Linked DNA regions of Mus musculus: all the other regions are linked to region 1. Evidence: chromatin contacts called from public HiChIP or PLAC-seq data. All regions are on one chromosome and are shown on one strand. The core of a region is the stretch at or near the end of the contact, and the rest is flanking DNA. Distances in the headings are between cores, read along the strand shown. Region 1 overlaps Ikzf1 (IKAROS family zinc finger 1). Region 2 overlaps Spata48 (spermatogenesis associated 48). Region 3 overlaps Gm11998 (predicted gene 11998).

Region 1 (4,783 bases), core at 1,570-4,069:
TACCTACACTGGGTCCTAGATGATACACAGCACAAGGTACCTGTCCACCTGTATGGGCCAGGTGTGTTTCTTTGTGAAAGGAATTTCAGATGGCTCAGGCTTTCCCTGGAAAATGGAAGCTGGGGAAGATTCCCCTAGTGGAGGCTGGTGGGCAGGACTATGTAGAAGAGGGCTCAAGACTCTTGTGTCCACCTTCCCTAGAAACCCTGGCCAGCCCTACACCTGTCATGCTGTCTTCAAGGCTTCTGATGGGCACATTCTTGGCCAGACGCTCTGGATGGTATTTTCTATGTGTCACATATATAAACCATCATATTTTTGAACACAGAATGTCTTGGGGGAGAACGACTAAGAGGGTCATTGAAACTCTGTAATCAATGAAATGTTAGTATCTCACTAACAATTTAGGTATTTATGGAAATAAACACAAAAATAATAAAAGAAACACAGTTGATATAACACAGCTAACATTGGAGCAAAGCCTTATCAATCATGCCCTTGGCCATCCCTCTGCCAGCACAGCCTCTGGGACCCCACTGATCACTCAAGCTTAGGTGGAGGTGCTGGTTCTGGTTGCCTGTGCTTATCTGTGCCATTTGTTACCAGAATACCCTAACGGTCATGTAGATGCCCGCACTTGTATCACTGAATGTAGTCACGTGACATATGGCTGTCCTACGTGTGCCATGTCACATAGATAGCTTAACCAATATCACCAGGATAGCATCACTTGTGACCCATGGCCACTTAACCTGTGTCAGCCAGAGACTGCACTAGATAGTCAGCCATGCTATGCGGTGACATCCACAGTGGCCTGGGAGAGGTGGCAAAGCTGAAACAGCTTGTCATTGCCAGTGATGGGGGAAGGGCTGATGTCAGGAAGATTAGGGCCTGCCAGTCCAAGCTCCTGGGAAATCGTGAATGGAAACCTGCTGGTGCAGGAACACACACTCTCCCAATGTGCCAGTCCTGCTGCAGCCTCCAGGACTCTCATCCTCTTTGTGTCTCTCAACCTTATGAAGCAATCGGACCGTGAAAGCGAGGCGAGGTTGTACAGCACAGTGAGCACCACACCATCTCATTCTCCAACAACAAAGCTTAAACAACCTAAAACGGTTGACGGAAACGGGCACTGCACGAAATCTGCAAAGGTGCACTCTGCAGCGATGAAACATTCATGTCTCCATTACTGATGCTGCCAAAGGATGCCAAGGAGGGTTCCAAGTAAAACACATCCTTCTTTTCCCCTTTCCTCTCTCTCTCTCTTTTTAAAAGATTTATTTATTTTATGTTATATGAGAACACTATTGCTCTCTTCAGACTCACACCAGAAGAGGGCATCAGATCCCATTACAGATGGTTGTGAGCTACCATGTGGTTGCTGGGAATTGAACTCAGGACCTCTGGAAAAGCAGTCAGTGTCCTAACTACTGAGCCATCTCTCCAGCCCCTGTAAAACACATCCTTTACAAATACAGAAACATATTTGGACATCAACTTGGAGGCTTCTGTCACTTTTAAGCGACAGAAACACAACAGAAGCTTAACTAGGAAGAATCCAAAGACACCAGAGGCTGAAAGTGACAGTCTTGTGGCCTAACGATGCTAAGAACTTGTACACTCTTAAGAAGAGCAGTAGCTCTGTAGCTGGCCCGACCCCATCACTCAGTAATTCACATCCAACTGCACCTCGCAGTGAAAAGGGTCCCAGGATGGGAAAGAAACAACAGCTAAAACCCAGATAAGCAAAGTTCTGAAGTGAAACTCATGCATTTCCTGGCAAATCCCTGAGACACCCACTCTGAGGGTGAGGACCCTGCTTTACAGACTGTAGTGGGGGTGGGGGGAAAGACGGTTTCTTATCTAATCTCCAGCAGCCTAACAGAGGAAGAGACAGGACTCAGTATGAGAACAGAGAAGACAGCTTAGAGCCAGGATTACTCAGGCAAGGCAACTTATTTTTGGTGGACCGCAGGACCTGTGGGTTAACAAACGTAAGCATGGCTCCTGTCCCTAGGGTCCTAACCATCTGAAACCTGAGCAGAATTGAAAGGGTCAGGTCAATACTCTGGTTACATGGGAGGCCAGGGAAGGGCACGCTGAAGGGGTGGGTACATGAATGTAGATGTGTGGGCATGGCTCAGTTGTATACCACATGCCAGTCATGTGCTGGTCTCACTCAACATCATTACCAACAACAACGTGTGCAAGTACACACACACACACACACACACACACACACACACAGACACCCCCACCTCCCACCCCCACACACACATCTTTAAAGACTGTCGGGGCAGGAGGTATCAAGCACAGTCAATGAAAATTCTTTACACACAGTGGTTCAAGTCCACTGGAAATAGGATGGAGCAAGTTTAGAAGCTTTGGTCTTAACCACCATGTCCACCTCTGTGACATACTAAAGAGACTCTGTGGTACATAGGGAGACGAGAGCTTGTGTGTCAGACATGGCACAACAGTGCTGGGGTGACGAGCTCCATGAGTGGCCATGGCACCAGACACCAGGGGAACAGCCAGCCCTGTCCACAGATCTGTGCACAGATAGCTTAGAACGGATGGCAGCTATGTGCAAAATGCATAGATGCCAGGTGGGGCAAGAGTGTGACGCTGGCTTCCATAGCCATGCTACTGGGAGAGTAGATGTGGAACAAGCACAGAACAACCTGAGATTAAAAACAGGAAATGGGTGAACTGAGTGCCCCTTCTGGGAAATGATGAAATGAAATGGGTTTCAACCTTAAGGTGTAACCATGAAAGGCTGAGTTCAATCAAGGTTGCTAAGCTGTATGCAGGGACATCCTTTTAAAAAGCAAAATCCTTGTTGTTACTACAGTTCAACCCACTCCTTCAGTATCTTAAGAATACAGTGCTGAAGTCCTCAAAGAGTTCACCACATCACAAAAAGGGTACAACTCCTGAACAGCTGCAGAGTGGCGGATCATTCAGGGTTCCTCAGCCTGAACTCGCAGAGTTCATTACTAGGCACTATCTATGATGTTATAGAGAGGTGTTAACACACATAGATTAATTGAACAATTGGGAATCAGAGAGAATGACTTAGTCCAAAAGCAGTGTTTTCATTTACAAAGCAGGTTTGAGAGCTGAAATTGTGTCAAACGACTATCACTCTGTGTTTTGCACCCCCGGCTCCAGGCCAGCTGCCTGTGGCACCACCTGTGACTCACTTGCACCCAGCACTTGTAGATGAAGGCCAGAGACAAGCCCATCCAGCAAGGCTTTCCTACAGACCGACAGCAGGGCAGTTGTACAAATCATACCCAAGATCTACATTTATGAGTAACCCATGCAAATGAGAGGGATTGAAAGAAAAGAAATGATGGGAAGTCTAACAGCATAAGTATTTTCACACTTCGGTGACACATTTCTAACGGTCAGGAGTGAGCAGAGCTCTCTGTGGGCAAGGTTAGCACCTCTCGGCAACGTTGAGCAGCATTCAGTTGCTGAGGGTCTGTAGTGCAGCTGCAGGGCCCCTCACAGCACACACTCTTTAAAGAGCAGGGTAGAGAGTGGGAGCGGCTTTTGCTTTGGCACACTAGATTTCTAGGAGGGTGCTAACCATAGCTTGCAAAGCTACGGCAGCAGCCAGAGGGTCTGGACCAGTGGTGATGAGGAAAGTTCGTAGGTCTTTGCACTACCGGTAGCAGGGATCAGACTTGAAGCTCAAGGAGACAAAGTACAGAATACATCATGTCTCCACCTGGCCAAGTATCCCAGGGTGTCAGCCCTGAGTTCTGAGACTGAGGCCACAGCACAGTTACTCAGGAACCATCTCCAAGTCCACCCCAGGGCAGCCATGCTCTACATGACATGCTCCCTGTAGCTGATGAAGTATTTCTCATTGGGGAATCATTTTGCCTTTTCAAATTGGCTTTTTTATTTCATATTGATTCTTCCAACCCTATGGCTCTCTGAATACCTTTATAAACTGAAACACACAGGCCTTCTTGCTTTGAGAGTCTTGACTCAAATTGTACCTGGATGGTCCTCAAATGTCCCTTGCTTATTTTCAATCAATGCCATAACATACCCACTCTTCATTGTTTTCACAGGAGTGGGGATTGAACCCAGGGCCTTGCACAAGCTAGATGGGTACTCTACCACTGAGTCATACCTTTATCCATTCAAGATGTTAACATGTAAGAATCAGGAATTTCAGTGTGACAGTTTCTCTACTCCTTTTCAAGACAGGGTCTTGCTGTGTAGCCCCAGCTGCTTTGAAATCACAATCCTCCTGCCTCAGCCTAGCCACAAGTGGTTTTAATAAGGATGAGTCATGCTCTCAGCTTTCTTGGAAAAGGCTGTGACAGAACAAATGCTTTAGACTAGGGATCACTTGATCATGAGAAAGCCACCCAAGTCACTCTCAACATTACATATCCTGGGTGCCTGTTCATACCTGTTGAAGACTATCCCTGACTCAAGCCTTCCTTCAATGGCCTTCAGTCACTCCCAAGCCAAAGCCGGCAAGCCAGTTTCCACCATATTTGAAGACACATAATATGTCATCTAAAGACCTACATATGTCTCCTCAAAACTGATTTCTCTCCTTGCTTGTTGTATGCATTGCAGGTTTTTTTTTTTAAAATATCCTGCCCCCTCAGAAAAACTCAAGCTCATCTCATTCACCCCCATTTTCCTCATTATATGCCTGGCAAGTATGTCCCCAACAAAATTAGACTAGATGGCAGCTACTTGGCCTCAGAATGGCATTTAACAAGTATTTGTTCTTTGGATAGCAACA
Region 2 (4,783 bases), core at 1,141-3,640, 220 kb after region 1:
CTCCCTCCCCCTGTCTCCCCTCCCCCTCCCCCTCCTCTCTCTTTCTCTTTCTCTCTCTCTCTCTCTCTCTCTCTCTCTCTCTCTCTCTCTCTCTCTCTCTCTCCTTCCCTCCCTCCCTCTTTCTCTTTTGAGATGGGGGGGGGGGGAGATCTTACTATGTATCCCTGGCTGGTGTAGGATTCTCTATGTAGACCAGGCTGGCCTTGGACTCAGAGATACTGCCCGTCAATGTCTTTCAACTGAGTGCTGGGGATTAGAGGCATGTGCCACCATGCCTGGCCCTCTTATGTTTAGTGTTCATTTCAAAGTTCTGGATTTAAGTGTGGGGATATGTGTATTCAGTGCCTGGTCCATATATATGTGATAAATGGAACATTCCCCTACTGAGCAAATGTGATCTAAAGAGAGATGCCCTGGTGGGGAAGTGTTGTGGATGTGGTCTAATGCTGCATGTATTATGTTAATTTGGTCCCCCAAATTACATCTGCACATGCACAAGCTGAGAGACCCTGCCTCTTTTGATTGGTAAATAAAATTGCAGGCAGCCAATAATAGCTGGTCACGGAGACAGAGGCAAGATTTTAGGATTCCTGGGCAAGGGACTGGGGAAGGAGCCGGAAAGGGAAGAGTGGCCATGCCAGGAGAGGAGTGGAAGCTATGCCTGAGGTGTGCCGGACAGAGAACACAGATGTCACGTATGTGCTTGGGAACTCAGCCCAAGAGGGCTGCAGATCTGGGTCCCGGACAGTCAAGATGGAATACAGGTTTTAGTAAGTAATAATTCAGGAATATGGGAGGGGAGTGAGTTAGCTATGTGGAGGTCTGGAAGTGGGCCAGCCATTGAGCTGTTTAAGGCATATTAAAATATAAGGCTCTCTCTCTCTCTCTCTCTCTCTCTCTCTCTCTCTCTCTCTCTCTCTCTGTGTGTGTGTGTGTGTGTGTGTGTGTGTGTGTGTGTCTTTCATTTGAGAGCCCAGAAAATTGGGGTGGCTAGTGAATGAGGAGAACTGCCCTCACTGCCAGGATGATTTGAGTAGAGTTATTTGGGTCAAGCAACAGGGAGGAACACCCGTCATAGCTTGTTCTCTTGCACATGTCTGCCTTAGACTCAGGTAACACCTGCATTTACAGAACTGTGCAGTCCTTTCAGTTTAAAATCAAGACCTCTACCAAGTGCTTACAACTCTGAGAACAGTGGGCTACTTCCCACTTCTGATTGCCAATACATTATTCTTCCATCTCCATCCACTGTCTCCTGTTTCAATGTGCAAAAATGGGCATTAAAAGACATGTGAATTTCAACAGATTTTTAATTTATTTTGTGAAAGAGACATTCACAGGAAAGAAATACACGGATCCTGGTACACACACTAGGTAGCATACAGCATTAATAATAGCCAATTAATGATGTATGTACACAGCTGGAGGGTCTCAGAGGTGAGATGCCTTCTCACAATATGCTCTGAATAAGAGTGAAGAGACCGTCATTAGCATTGTCAACAGGACCATTAACCTGCATTTCCTCCCAGAGGCAGTTTGGAGTCAAGTTCCCCTCAGTAGGAAAATGAACTGCTTTCTTTTTTGGACTTGTCTCTCCATTTTTCTTAAGCACTGCAAATTTACACTTAGTATTTAATTGTTCTTTAATGGAATAGCCATAATTATAATTTCTCTTTCTAATGTATGTAAGCAAACTGAGTAATCGGATCCCGACTTACCGGTTCATCTCCGAATCTGCTGATGGCTCTCTTGATGGAATATTAGAATTTGTTGGGTGGGTGGCTGTGAAATGAACCTTGCCAGTGTATCCTGGGATATTCGCAGACCTGAAGTCAACAGTGAGAAGAGGGGCATAAAAGGAGATTAAAATAATGATTTGTAAAATAGCCATAGTAACTAGATGCACATATGAAAATAGCAAGGAAGAGGCAGTCAAACTGTTTCTCTCTTATAAGGTCCAAGGCTTGGGTACATAACCAGGAAAGGGGAGACGTCAGTACATCTAGGCAACATCTCATCTCTGGTGCCAAAATACTTATTCCAGTGTGTTTGAACTATCATTGTGTGTGTGTGTTTGTGTGTGTGTGTGTGTGTGCCCGTGACTTACCGGTGAGCTACGTTGCTTACTGAACAGCATATACATGCCACACATAACTTTGTACTGATAACCCCGGTATCAATAAAGACACATGCTTGTGTTTACACTCATGATGTCTTTGCTCAAATGTATTTCTTGCCACCATAATCCTTCATATCCTAGATTTCAGATGCTTTTCTGAAACTCTGCATTGACAATACATGTAAATCCGTGCAATAGCACCGCATTGACTTGTTTGTTTTAAACTACCCACTGGTATGTTTCCTCTTCTCTTTCCCTGCCATGGTTAGAATAAGAAAACATGAAAACACAGGAAAAGGTTCTGTAGCGTGTACAGAGAAGACCTCTGTAGCAAAGGCAGTCAACTGAGATCTTGAATAATTTAACTCAGTCATTCAGAAAGACATGAAGAATCACTAAAATGCTTGTCTTAACATTCAAAATGTTTACCCAGATGGCTTACTAAGAAGAAGGAGAGGGTGGGGCACGGAGCCCCACATGAGGCTCAATCCTGGGGCCTGCCTTAACTACCAGGAGCCCAAGAAAAAGGATTTAATTGTACACCTAACAGCTTGGACGCAATGCTGGTATCCAAGCCTTGAGCTGACGCTTACCAGCACCTCAGTCTTAGCTGCCGTCTCACTGCAGAAACATTACAGCCACCATTGCAAACACAGCCCAAGTTGTATCTTTTCAGCTCTGTGGTTTGTACCTCCCTTCCCTGGCGAACCTTTAGAGAGCATGATATCCCATGCTTATTTCTTATTTAAAATGTACTACAACACTAAAGACAAGGCAGAAGCAACAGACCCATGTCTACTAAAGGAGAATTCTCCTTTGGATGTCTTGGCTATGTCCTTTCCCTATAGCTAATGAACCCAACAAAATTTTCTCTGAGAGTGATTTAGCTACAGAGACATTTTGCAAAAGGAAGCTTAGGGAAGGTTGTTGTCCCTTGTTGTGGACTGTATCTTAAATGTCATCCAACAGCCTTTCTTGTACTGACAGACTGATTTTTAGTTTGAAGATGGTAGAACCTTTGAGCTATGGGGCCCACAGAGGCGGAGTTGGGTACAGGGAGTACTCTTAGGAGGCTGCTGGAGGTGGATCTCCCTCTGCATCCTGGTTGCGATTTGAACAGACTTCTCCAGGATTTGCTGGTTCCATGTTATACTGCGTGATCGCAGATCCAAAGAGACATGGCCAAGAACTGTGGACTGAAACTATGTACTATGAACATATATACGTGAGTGTGGGTGTGTTTGTGTGTGTACATACATACATACATATAAATATATACACATATATATGAGTGTATACACACACACACACATATATATATGTGTATATATATATACATACATACATACATACATACATATATATATATATATATATATATATATATATATATATATATATTCTCTTTATAGTTGTTATCTTATTTCAGGCATTTTTTTTTCTTATTGACAGAAATTGGACTAACACATTCCTCAAAATATCAGGTGACAGGAAAGAAAGGGGATGTTAGTGAGGTAAGTGCATGTTCTGGTGTCAGGGTAAAGACAGAGGCCAAGTGATTCCTGTCATCAGCCCTGGGATCTGGTGTCTGGTTAGACTCCTGGCCCATTGTTTCCTCAGCCATGATATCAGATAGTGATATAACCTAAAGGCCTTGTGGAGTGACTATAGCTCACCCTGTAATTTCTTGGTGATTTTTCCTAGGTTGATTCTGTGTTAGTATCAGAATGTTATGGGAAAATTATGTAGCAAGCGGGAAGTTGCTACAATAAAGCTCACAGCTGTCTTGAGTGTGCCATTTTATGGCTCTTGGTGGTAGCCTACTGGCTGAAAGCTAATCACATTGGGTATAACTCCACACTTAAAAACAAGGCAAAATCACTTCAAGAGTTACAGGTCAGAATAAATGGTATGAATTGACATGATTTCTGAGGCTAGAAAAAGGAACAGCAAAAACCAAGGCCCCACACTGAGAGGACTGAGAGGCCTCCTTCTGCAAGCCTGTCTACCCTCTCACTGCCTGTGGGGTGCCATCAACCTTCAGGAAAGCTCTCTGGGCCCCAGTCCAGCCAACTGCAGTTGAAAAGATAGAGACAGGACAATTTAAAAAATAAAATATTTACAAACTGGAAGCCTCATAGTTGGAGAATACAAAATGTATCTAGCGCACACAGCTACAAAGACTTGCAAATTGCTCTACACACTGAAGTCCTTGGCTGTTTAAAAGATGGTGATCTATGTACCAGATCCCACTACTCTGACTAAATCAGGAATGACAGGGCCTGGGACGCTTGCCTTGCTAGCTATCATTTCTCAAAGGTTCTCGGATGGGATGAGGGAGACGTCGTTGTAAACTCAGTTGGAAGGGCCTGTATGATTGAATAGGAGCTGCCAAGTTCTGGGCAGTGTCCCTTGGGATTTCTTGGGAGTTTCTTAAAGTGTAGCTGTAAGGTGGAGAGGTACCAAAAATGAGGTCAAACTACTGATGTGTGTGTGTCTCTTCCCCCAAGCATTCTTTGAAGCTTCCATGCATGTTACCAAGGAAATCCCCTCCATCTGGGTGACAGGTTTTTTCCACTGCCTTTGAAACACCTGCAGAAGTAAAGTACTTCTGAAGTCGTAGTCCTCAGATGGGCAGCTAAGATGCCTGAGAGGTGGATATGA
Region 3 (4,783 bases), core at 1,484-3,983, 150 kb after region 1:
CATATGCAGCTAGAGACACAGTTCTGTGGGGGTACTGGTTAGTTCATATTGTTGTTCCTCCTATTGACAGGAAGCTTTAAGGATCCACCTATTTCTTTTCCCTAAGGCTGAGATTACAGGTGTGTGCAATTATGCCCAGCTTTGTGTGGGGGTGCTAGGAATTTGAAATCCCTCATGCTTACCCAGTGATCTGTATCCCCAGTCCTCATTTTTACACTTTTCATTGCTGATGTAAATAAATATACTTTTCATATTGATCTTTTCTCTTATAATCTAAATAGTTTTGTTAGTGTTGGTTGGTATTTGGACAAAATTTTTTTCAGGTTCTTGGTGTCTTATTCAATGAATCAAGCTAAAGATATACACATATAGGGAAGTTGCAGATTTTTGTTCTAAAACAAAGTAAGGGTACAGGTCAGAAATATACTGTCAAGAGTAAAAAATCTGGCTACATTTATAAGAGAGTGCTAAAGTTCCCAGGCTACTGCCTCAGGCTTCTTTTGTGGAGTTTAAAGAAAGGAGAGGCTCATTACTAAGGGTCATAGTTTGAAGGTTTCTCTATTTTAATTAGTGTATTTGAGCTATATGAACTTTTTCTTGCTGCATATACCCCTTCTTATAGTGCATCTGATTTTAATAATATGCTTAACAAATTATACATATACATAAAATGGTAAAAGTTCTCTTAGAAGACACCATTTGCCTTACTAGTCCAGTCTAGAGTGATCCACTTACTCCCATACCTGTATAAATCTGGACCATGTTTGAATAGAAGAAACTGGTCCACAAAATAGGATTTCAAATATTGGGGGGGGGGGAATTAGAAACTTCTTTTCTTGCTCAGGATGGGTTGTATGAGCATGGCACTTGATAGGTAGAGGACCTAGGTTGCTAAGCCTATTGTTAGGGGAGGGATGTATATATACCGTATGTGCATGTAAGGGCTTAGGTTGCCATGGCATTTGTAGTAGATAGACGTGTGCATAATTCAAGCTAAGTGGAGTCCTCTATTGTTGAGGTAGTCCGTATAGTCTCTGGTTAGCTATTAATTTTACTTTCAGTGTGCATTTTTAAGAATATCTCACATGCTGTTCTTTTCTACAAGTAGAGATAGTTTTACTTCTTCCTTTTCAATATGAAAACTTTAATTTTCATTTCTTGCCTATTTGCTCTGACAAGAATTTCCAGTAAAATTTGAAATAGAAATGTCAAGAATGAAGTAGATGTGGTGACAAATTACGATATAACAATTATTTGGGAGGCTGAGGAAGGAAAAGCCGTTGAATCCAGGAGTTTGGGACCAGTCTAGAAAAAAGAAAAGGCAGGTTAAAGAGGAGAAATTATGAAATTGGGCAGCCTTGGCTGGCTCTGATCTACCTGTAAGCTTTTCATGGGTGATTTCAATTAAGCTCACGAAATTCCCATTTAGTCAAACAACTTACACATTTTCACCATGGAAGGACTGGGTATTTGACAGATACCTTTCCTCCTGTGTTTATCATATGGCTTTTGCTGTTTGTTATTCTGATGTAATGCATCACACATATTGATTTTCAAATATGAAACTAACTTTGAATTTCTGGTGTGTCAGGGGTCCATACACATGGTATATAATTTATTTATTCTATTTATGGATTTTGTTTGCCACTAATTTGATAAGAGTTTTCAGTTATATATTTATCCAAGATCTGCTTTCATGTGATATCTTTATCTCTATGTGATATATATATATATATATATATATATCACATAAGTCAGGGGCATATTGGAAGTGATCAAATAAAGAAACTTCTTCAAATGATAAAATGTGCAAAAAGATCAAAAATGGTTATATGTTGTTTTCCTTTCATCTTGAACACTTAATTTAAGGCTTTCTAAGTTCATTTTATCTCAGTTATGCACATACTCGTTGAGTGAGCTAATGAGATATAGACTGAGCTTTATAAGTGTTCAAGGCCTGCTGCAATCTTGGTATATAATGTGTGAAGATGTCCTGAATAGACTGATTTTCCCCTGCTCTTTGTTCCATTATGTTTAGAAGATGATCTATAAAAAGCCTTTTAAAAATAACAAACCTGTCTCTTTATATCTGGCTGAAGTATGATTCCAGTGAATATTATAGTTCCTTCCTTAATCAGTACATTAACTGGAATTAATATCTAGTAGGCAAAATACTACTACTGTGAATATATTTTGAGGATATGGTCTCAAGGCATTTATCATTTTTCTTTGACAAATTGGGTGTACTCACATACAGGTGTGTTGGCATGTGTGTCCATCCATCTGCATATGTATATGCTTAAACATAATTCCATTTTGAACATAAGTGAGGATTAGAGATGATTCAAAGTGGTAATCTGGGAGGATTTAAGTTCCCCGTTGACATTATTGTCCTGGCGGTATAAGACATGCAAATTAACTTTTCAGCATAGATGATTTGTTTTCAGACTTTGATAAGAGGCTCTGATGTAGATTTGAGCCTGACATTCCAACCTTGGTGTTTAACTCTTTGCTGACAATCTGCACACAAACATTGGTGGCTGAAGTTCAAGAGAAAGATCCGGATGAGCACGACTCCATTGCTCCTTCTTCCTAGGGCTGAGGCCTGAGAGCTCCCAAAGAGCCTTGCTGTTCCAGGCAACCACGCCCTCCCCACTTCCCATCTCTTGCCTCCCCGCATACTAATCTTCTTTCCACTTCCTGCTGAGCTGGGTGATTGCTGGTCTCTGCCAGTGTTACCTCATTTCCTCTACTGGGAGGTACTCCTCTGTCTCTTGCCTAAGCCATCATGACGTGGCATGCTTCCTCCTGTGAAGTTTTCATTAATCCCCTTCATTCACTGTGCCATTTCTTTCTATTTCTCTACCTTGAAAGAATGTAGATGCCATTTGGAGGACCGTCATCTCTAGTGAGACAAAGTGTTAGACTTAGGGACCAGAGAGATGGCTCAGCAGTTAAGAGTGTGCATGCTACTCTTGCAGAAGACTCAAGACCTGTTCCCAGCACACATATCAGATGATTCACAGCCACCTGTAACTCTAGCAGGATCCAATGCTTCTGATCTCTGTAGGTATCGGTGTTAAAGTACACATTTTCAAGGACCCTTAACTTCAACAAACATGTAATTAAAAATAAAATACAAATGAAATAATGTGGGCTTTGGAGGTGGATAGTCTGGCCATAAAATGGAAAAAACAGATTGGGGATGCCCACAGGCTGAAGATGCTGTCGGGGCAGAAGGAGCCATTCATGTGGGTCCACAGGCATAGACACCTTAGTGATGACTCAGGAAAAACTGTTGTCTCTGGAGGTAGGAGCATTAGTAGACAAAATCTACCAGAACTCCATTTGTAGACATATAGATAATGAGCATGTCTGGTAAATGATGCCATGTGGGATGGAAGGGGCCATCTAGAAAACCACTGCTTAGAAACTTGAGGCTAAGCTGGGCAGTGGATGTGCACACTTTTAATCCCAACACTTGGGAGGCAGAGGCAGGTGGATTTCTGAGCTCAAGGCCAGCCTGGTCTACAAAGTGAGTTCCAGGACAGCCAGGGCTATACAGAGAAACCTTGTCTCAAAAAACAAAAACAAACAAACAAACAAACAAACAAAAAACAAAAAAAAAAACAAGAAAGAAAGAAAGGAAGGAAGGAAGAAAAGAAAAGAAAAGAAAAGAAAAGAAAAGAAAAGAAAAGAAAAGAAAAGAAAAGAAAAGAAAAGAAAAACAAAACTTGAGGCTAATCACCTGGCAGGAAATTCAGAGGCTGGACTCTGAAGTCTAGAAGGAAAGCTCTGATCCAAGAAAGGTGTGGTGGTGCAGTAAATATTATTTGAAGTTTTCTACCTTCAAATAATCATTTAGTTCCCAAATAAACGGCACCAAACCTTTGAATGTATAAGCCTTAAAGCACTAGAGCTGGGCAGATATCAGCCCTCATTGCCATGCACTTACAATCCACCTACCCCGCTGTGACTTCTCTTCTCTTTCTCCTCTCCTCCTCTTCATGGTCCCTCCTCAGAGCCCAAGCCAGGGAACCAAAGCCCTGCCTATCTCTCTTCTGCCCAGCTATAGGCTATAGGCATTTTTATTAGCCAATCATGAATAACTTGAGGGGCAAGGTTAATACAGCAAAAGCTGGTATACAAGAGGATTTGCTCATCTTGGAGCAACCAGACCATGGGGTATAGAATTTAGCATTTGAATACAAGCAGCATCAGACCAACCCACTGCAAACAGGACTAAATAGATATCCAGAGCAGCCCTGACAACACAAAGAGCTGGAGACTGGGTACCAAAATAGATGCTTCTATTGAGCCTAGAGGAGAAAGATGATATTAAATGCTACTTGCTGGATAGGGAAGAAAAGGATGGTTGCAGAGCCTTTAGTACTTATTACTCCAGTCCAAAATGATGTAGGAAGTAGATGTGGACTTGGAGAGAGCAACTTGGAATTTAATCTAATTATAAGAAAGTGACAGAAAAGAGACAAGGTGGTATTGTTCTAGTATAATGTTAAGCAAAGAGACCAGAGGCTCACTGTATGGGATACTGCCAAGTAGGAAAGTTTCCAGGTCACAGGCTTCAGAATTTTCATGGTGGAGAGGATCAGTTTTGTTAGGGTATCATGGTGATTGAGTCGCTCTCCCAATGTTTACAAATCCACAGTGCTTCTACTGTTAATTTTCAATAGTCAGAATTCACTTCTAGAGAATGCATGCATGCATGCATGCATCTAGAATCCTTCTTCCAAATACATTGCTACTAAGCAATGGGATAGTA

The links. HiChIP or PLAC-seq counts read pairs in DNA pulled down with a chosen protein or histone mark.
Region 2: an H3K27ac HiChIP or PLAC-seq map of double positive thymocytes shows a contact between it and region 1, with 5 read pairs. The contact joins two enhancer-like sites. A contact is called at or near these places in 1 of 39 promoter capture datasets (the C10 cell line), 2 of 15 datasets of contacts at CTCF or cohesin (CD8 T cells and large pre-B cells), 22 of 484 Hi-C or Micro-C datasets (B cells, the C10 cell line, CD4 T cells and 13 more) and 11 of 115 datasets of contacts at active chromatin or transcription factors (CD8 T cells, the HPC-7 cell line, T-cell acute lymphoblastic leukemia and 8 more).
Region 3: a contact with region 1 is called in a BATF HiChIP or PLAC-seq map of CD8 T cells, with 5 read pairs. The contact joins two enhancer-like sites. A contact is called at or near these places in 2 of 15 datasets of contacts at CTCF or cohesin (CD8 T cells and large pre-B cells), 15 of 484 Hi-C or Micro-C datasets (B cells, the Ba/F3 cell line, ECoMG myeloid progenitors and 10 more) and 11 of 115 datasets of contacts at active chromatin or transcription factors (the 230-238 cell line, CD8 T cells, the HPC-7 cell line and 7 more).

What each region holds. Positions count from the first base shown.
Region 1 is chr11:11,724,202-11,728,984 of GRCm38.p6, reverse strand. The region is part of intron 3 of Ikzf1 (IKAROS family zinc finger 1); the gene reads right to left. Among named protein-coding and RNA genes, the nearest start is that of Ikzf1, 41 kb to the right of the region's middle. Within about 2 kb of position 2,819, at least 46 of the 459 cell types and tissues checked have an H3K27ac peak or open chromatin away from gene starts, as enhancers often do. A contact at or near this core is called in the Ba/F3 cell line, CD8 T cells, the G1E-ER4 cell line and 3 more, where this site is marked.
Region 2 is chr11:11,506,273-11,511,055 of GRCm38.p6, reverse strand. Spata48 (spermatogenesis associated 48) reads right to left here. Exons shown (of 9, transcript NM_001347068.1): 8 at 1,719-1,826. Among named protein-coding and RNA genes, the nearest start is that of Spata48, 45 kb to the right of the region's middle. Within about 2 kb of position 2,390, at least 4 of the 459 cell types and tissues checked have an H3K27ac peak or open chromatin away from gene starts, as enhancers often do. A contact at or near this core is called in double positive thymocytes, where this site is marked.
Region 3 is chr11:11,571,816-11,576,598 of GRCm38.p6, reverse strand. The region is part of intron 1 of Gm11998 (predicted gene 11998); the gene reads right to left. Among named protein-coding and RNA genes, the nearest start is that of Gm29945, 16 kb to the right of the region's middle. Within about 2 kb of position 2,733, at least 91 of the 459 cell types and tissues checked have an H3K27ac peak or open chromatin away from gene starts, as enhancers often do. A contact at or near this core is called in the Ba/F3 cell line, CD8 T cells, the G1E-ER4 cell line and 3 more, where this site is marked.